Linked DNA regions of Rattus norvegicus: region 1 is linked to region 2. The links are chromatin contacts, called in public Hi-C maps. All regions are on one chromosome and are shown on one strand. The core of a region is the stretch at or near the end of the contact, and the rest is flanking DNA. Distances in the headings are between cores, read along the strand shown.

Region 1 (2,766 bases), core at 220-2,719, 1.2 Mb after region 2:
AAATTACGATGGGAATAGTTGTGCCAAGCAGTGAATTCTGAAAGGCTTCTTATTTTATTTCTCAACCAGCATGGGATTGGCAGTCCTGTAAGACACTGAGTTTGCCTTGGTTCCCCAAACTCTGCTAAATTATACAAAACGACCCCCCCCCCATATATGTTATACTGAAGTGTGCATAAGGCAGCTTGTTGCCTTTTACAGCTGAACATACAACTGGGCAACATTATTTCCAAACTTAAATAAAAGCTATAAAGGAAGCAACTAATGTTGTTTTATATTTTTTTTTTACCCTCACAAACTTTCTCCCTAGAGTAAGAGTCCAGGAAGCAATAGTTACATGTTAGTTTTTTTTTTTAAACAGACTCAAAAGCAAAACACACATGAAAATCTGGGGGATGGGGCTGCTTTCAAATTGATTGCCTTGACTGTCTGTGATAAATTCAGCTATTTCAATTTTTCTGTTTTATTCCAGGCAAGTTTCTTTTCTAAGATTTGGAAATGGGGAGAAGGAAATGATTTCCAAAGAACTGCCACTTTCATCCTCTGAAAGACAGAGGTGTGAAGAGTTTGGGAGAATCCTGACATTTGCCTGAACTGAGAGAAGAAAGAAAAAAATGTGTCCTCCAGTAACTTTCTTTCCCAAAAGGGGCTTTGAGGGCCAAGACACAAATTATGCAAGGCAGCCTTTTTGTAGACCCTTTTCTTTTAAGAAGCCACCTCAGCCGGCCCGTCATTGTCTCAGTTTACTTTCAAGGCATTTCCATTCAAATAGGAATATTGGGGAAATTAGGATTGCATTTTTAAACTGAGTAGCTCTGTGTTTAGTATCTAAGTGGTAAAGAACTTAGCTAAGAAAAAAAATCTGCAAACTTATTATCTTGCATAAAAACCCATGCAAATTAAAATTACTTTTAAAAGAGGAATGTTTTTCCAACCAAAACTCCACTACACCAGGACATTCCTTATCTAAAAATGCTACCTACTTCTAATGATATTAAAGATGTGCATAATCGATAATAACGCTAAAGTTCCCAGCTGCTCATTTTAATTAAACGTAGCTTTAAACTTTTGGTCCCTAAATGCTTAAATTACAGCACTGGATATGTAGCATTTCCCCCTCCTCTTTCTTTCCTTTTAAAACAGGTGATTCCTCGGGCTTGTATTTTTATTTATATAGCTGTTGGCTAGGAATCTATAGACTACTTGATCACTTGAATTAATAACCCACGAGTAACATGCATAAGGCTACAAATGCATTAAGTAAACCTGTCGATTTAGGCCGCGGCTTTAGGAACCTCATTCAAAAAGAGAGAAAGGAAAGAGGAAACTTAGCAACAGTGTCTTTCAGCCACGTTTCAATTTAATCTCACATTTGAGTTCCACAATTGTTTTTAATACGTACCCTTTGCGCCATCGGCCTCTCTGCCTCCCTTCCTTCTTCAACTTCTAATATATCCTCTTTAAGGCCAGTGTGAAAAGAAACAAATATGCAAACTCCCTCGGAAAAAAAAATAAAGCACAACAGTAACAAAAAAATCCCTTTGCGTCTCCAGCAGTGTGAATTACTGGTCCCAGATCTTCGGTCTACCGGACCTGAAGCAAGGCGCCCGCGTCGCTGAGCATAAAAGCGCTCTGGTTCCACCAAGACAGCAGTGGGAGGGAAAAAAAAGCAGATCTTCTCTTCCCCCCCAAAAAAATCAGTTAAAAAAAAAGAAAGAAAAGAAAAGAAAAAGAAAAAAAAGAGCGCCCCTCAGAACCAACTACCAAATCTCATGGCTTTCTGCCACTCCAGCTGTCAATCACAGGCGAGGTTGTCAACGTGGTGAATGAATGATCATCCGTTCTGTCTTCTTCTGGTCAGAACACCTCAAATGTTAATATTCAAATGCACAAAGCCCTAGCGCCCGCTTTCCTTGAATCAGTCCTAATTCCCAATCAGTTTCTCTCTTCTCTCGCTCTCTTTCTCTTTCTCTCTCCCTCTTTGCAACTGCTGCACTGAAGGGAGATTAGAGAGGAGGGTTAAAAAAATGTCTGTCTGAGTTTGTCTTAAAGGAGCCACGATCGATGCTGCCCGCTTGCAGTCGCCGTGCGTGTGTAAAGTGTGTGTTGCACAGGCGGAGAGGTGGATTCCGACCAGAATGCTAGAACCCGGAAGTAGTGGTGGCCATAACAGGTCGCGTCTTACACAATGCATTGGGCTGCAGCAAGTAGGCTCCTCGGCAGGGGTGGGTGCGCGAAGCGAGCTCTGGCCGCACTGGAGAGGCAGAAAGGCGCTCCATGAATTCGCACGCCCAGGCACTAACACCACACACCCAAGGCACATGCACACAAATGCAGGCTGCAGCTCCCGACCCGCCGACTTTAGGTCCCCTTCCAGCCTCTCTTCCCAAAGCGGACTCTTGAAATAAATCGGGAATAAACGTAGGGCAGGCAGATGCCGGAGTTAATTCGCTCAGTGCTCCGCTCATGAAAGACTTCAAGACTTTCCTCGAAATTATTGGGGTCTGCCAGTATTTTTCGGGGTGGGGGGTTGATGCCAAAAGTACTGGATTCTCTGCTAGACTCCCGGAGAAGAAAAGTCAAAGCCAGAGCAAGAAGAGGAGCTGGTGCTGGATTGGAAAAGGTTCAGCTCAGGAGTCCCGAGAACGTGGGGTAGCGGTCGCCCGGGCGTTCTGCAAACCCAGCTTAGAGGTTTTCTTTCCTTTTTTCTTTTGGTTTTGGGTTTTTTCTTTTTTTCTACCCCCACCCCGGCCCCCGCTGTCAGAA
Region 2 (2,878 bases), core at 261-2,760:
TCTTGATAGTGTCTAAAATCAACCTATTATGAATAAAGGTATTATAAACATCCTTATGCATTCCTTTGATAGACATGTGTACTCAGTTTGAGCATGTAACCAAGAGTTCATTTGTCAGGATTGTTTAACAGATGTCACACAACAGTTCTTTAAAGTGATGGTATTGGTCTGTACTCTATATAAAAATGCAAGAGGATTATAATTTCTTCCCCTTTTCACAAACAATTTTTATTCTTTTTAACTATAGCCATTCTGTTAGGTATATATGAGTATGGTTTTCATTGTGGAGATATTGATGGAGTAGAAAAGGTTTTTAATATGTTTTTAATATATTCCTATATCTTCTTTTAAAATATTTATTTATTTATTTATTTATTTATTTATTTATTTATTTTTATGTGCATACACTATAGCTGTCTCCAGACATACTGGAAGAGGGCATCGGATCCCATTACAAAAGTTTTGAGTCACCATGTGGTTGCTGGGAATTGAACTCAGGACCAGTCAGTGCTCTTAACCATGGAGACATCTCTCCAACCCACATTCCTACATCTTAGAAACTTGCTATATTGTCTTCTCATAGAATTCACCATTAGGTTATTGATTATACAATTTCAATTTAGAACTTTTTAGATTTCAGGCTTCCTGGCTGACATTTCTTAATTCCAACATCACACCATTTTCCGTCTGTAATATCCCAGTTGCAGTGTAAGGACTCAAATATGTTGACATGACATCATAAATTCATTGTCTTTTGAGAGTGCAATATTTCATCTTTTATAGGGTGACCTTATTCCAGGATTGAAGAGAAAATAGAAAACAGGACTTAGAACTTGAAAGAGAAAAATATGAGTGAGTCTCCAGTTTAATGCGGTTTCCATTCTTGGAGCCAAAAGGGTGTGTAGTGAATACACAGGACTTGTGGGGGTGGGGGAGTGAAGATTGTTCGTTTCCTTACATACTTCCTGTTCTACTGCACCAGGGTATCTATGATTTTTGCCCTCATGATGAAATTACGGGTGTTATCCTTCATTTCCTGTTTTGGAAAATAGTTTGACTTACGAAAAAAAGGTTAATTGCATATTGTTTTTGTGAATTAGGTTGATAAATTTTCATATCATAATTAAGCTAATTAGAATTCTATTATTTTCCGACAGCTTTAATGAGGTCTTCTACTTGGCAAGGAACCTGTGAGACCAAAAACCATTGCCATTTGTTAAAGGATGGAGAAACCCCGATGACAAGCAGAGTTTCAATTGCATTTCAGTTAATAAGATTTATTCGTTAAGCTGTTTATGTTTTGTTGCCTCAAGTCGGACAAACTTCTAAAGTTGTCCACTTCTCTACTATGTCTCTGTTGCTCTCTCCCCTCCCGCCTCCACCCCTCCTTAGAGAATTTGTGGCGTCTGGGTTAAAATAGGTGGAAACAGTCTCTGTTTCCAGCCACGGCTCCCCAGCTTGGTTGGAATGCTCATCTGGTTGTGATAGAGCCTGCGGGTTCGGCCAGCAGTTCTTAAAATAGCTCTTTGGCTTATTAAAAAAATAGACATTTGGGCAGCTCGGGGTTTGCTTTCTGGCTGCTTCTGTTAACTTGCTTTGGGGGGCACTGTTGCTCCAGTTTGGGAGTTCCAGCCAGACTCTATTGAGTGATGGCTCTCTCTTGCGCAATCTCGGATCTGCACCCCCTGTCAAGTAATCATTACTAATGTTTCACATAGGAGCAAGCTGGGACTAAGCAAAGGTCTGCCTTTTAGAAGAAGCATGGACCCGAGGGGTGGGGACCACTCTGTCCTGACCATGCTAACATTTCCCCCTTTGACAGTGTAATTAAGTGCTAATTAACTAAATGAGTGTAAATGTTGAAGGTTGAGATAAATATCTACATCTTCTTAATCTATTTTCCCCTTGAAGATTTGATAAAGGAAATTTGGATTTAATGGAGGATATCAGTCAATTTTTTTTTTTTTTAGAGATAGCAAATCTGTTTAGAAGGGACTCCAATGCACCCGTTTTAATTTCTACAGGACAAGTTAAGAGCATATGAATATAGGAGAGGTGCAATAAAACGCGGATGTGATGCTGCAATAATTATGGTAGGGAGGCTTAGTGAAACTACCTTTTAGAAACATCTGCTTTCGGTTTTTTTTTTTCCTATCCTGCAGATGTTGCTGAACTGATGAAAAATACTGACAGGAGAATACATTAGCCCATGAAGTCATTCCAATGAATAAAGCAAAGACTGGCTCTTAATTTTCTAAAAAATCTACTTAGAAAAGAACTCTGCTTCCAGAATAGGGGGAGATTATGGCAATAATTGAGTGGGGCCCAGGGCCTTCTAAACGTGTCAATAGTGATCTGCTCTTGCCAAAGGGGAGAAGAGATGCTTTGTGGGGGAGCAGCCAGGATAATAGATGGGCATCTTTGTAATTCAGGCACTTTCCCATTACCTTCCACGGTGAGCGATGAGAAATGAAGCTTTGGGGGCAGCCATAGAAAGCCTACGGTGCTTAGCCATGGAGCAAAAAGCTGCTGAGTTTTGTCCCAACCACCGTGCCTACCTTGCTAGCCTCTGAGGCTGAGCCCTGAGATAGATAGAAAGCTCTTGGGTTGGAGCCAGAATCTTGGAAAGGAGGTGCTATTTGTCGTTCAGGACAGTCAATACGCTTCCCAGACAGGAAGTGGCAAGTCAGGCACATGGATGCTGAACTGTCTGGAAAGCGAGGGATGAGCCTGGGAAACTGCATTTAATGGGGTTCAGTTGTATGTGAGATCAAAACCCTGAAATAAATGCAAAAGAACTATTTTGGCCTATACCCTAGTTGGCAGGAGGATTCCGAGCCTGAAATAGTCTTCTGGCTGCCTGGGAACTCTGAATCAC

Evidence for each region. A called contact is a pair of places that touch in the nucleus more often than the background predicts.
Region 1: a Hi-C map of Schwann cells shows a contact between it and region 2, with 14 times the contacts expected there. The contact joins the promoter of Meis1 here to the enhancer-like site in region 2. A contact is called at or near these places in 3 of 12 Hi-C or Micro-C datasets (the A7r5 cell line, Schwann cells and psoas muscle).

The regions. Positions count from the first base shown.
Region 1 is chr14:97,493,614-97,496,379 of GRCr8, forward strand. It overlaps Meis1 (Meis homeobox 1), which reads right to left and starts at 1,470. Exons shown (of 13, transcript NM_001134702.1): 1 at 1,403-1,470. The coding sequence starts at 1,414.
Region 2 is chr14:96,263,376-96,266,253 of GRCr8, forward strand. No RefSeq gene overlaps it. Among named protein-coding and RNA genes, the nearest start is that of Etaa1, 250 kb to the right of the region's middle. Within about 2 kb of position 1,511, at least 11 of the 93 cell types and tissues checked have an H3K27ac peak or open chromatin away from gene starts, as enhancers often do. A contact at or near this core is called in the A7r5 cell line, where this site is marked.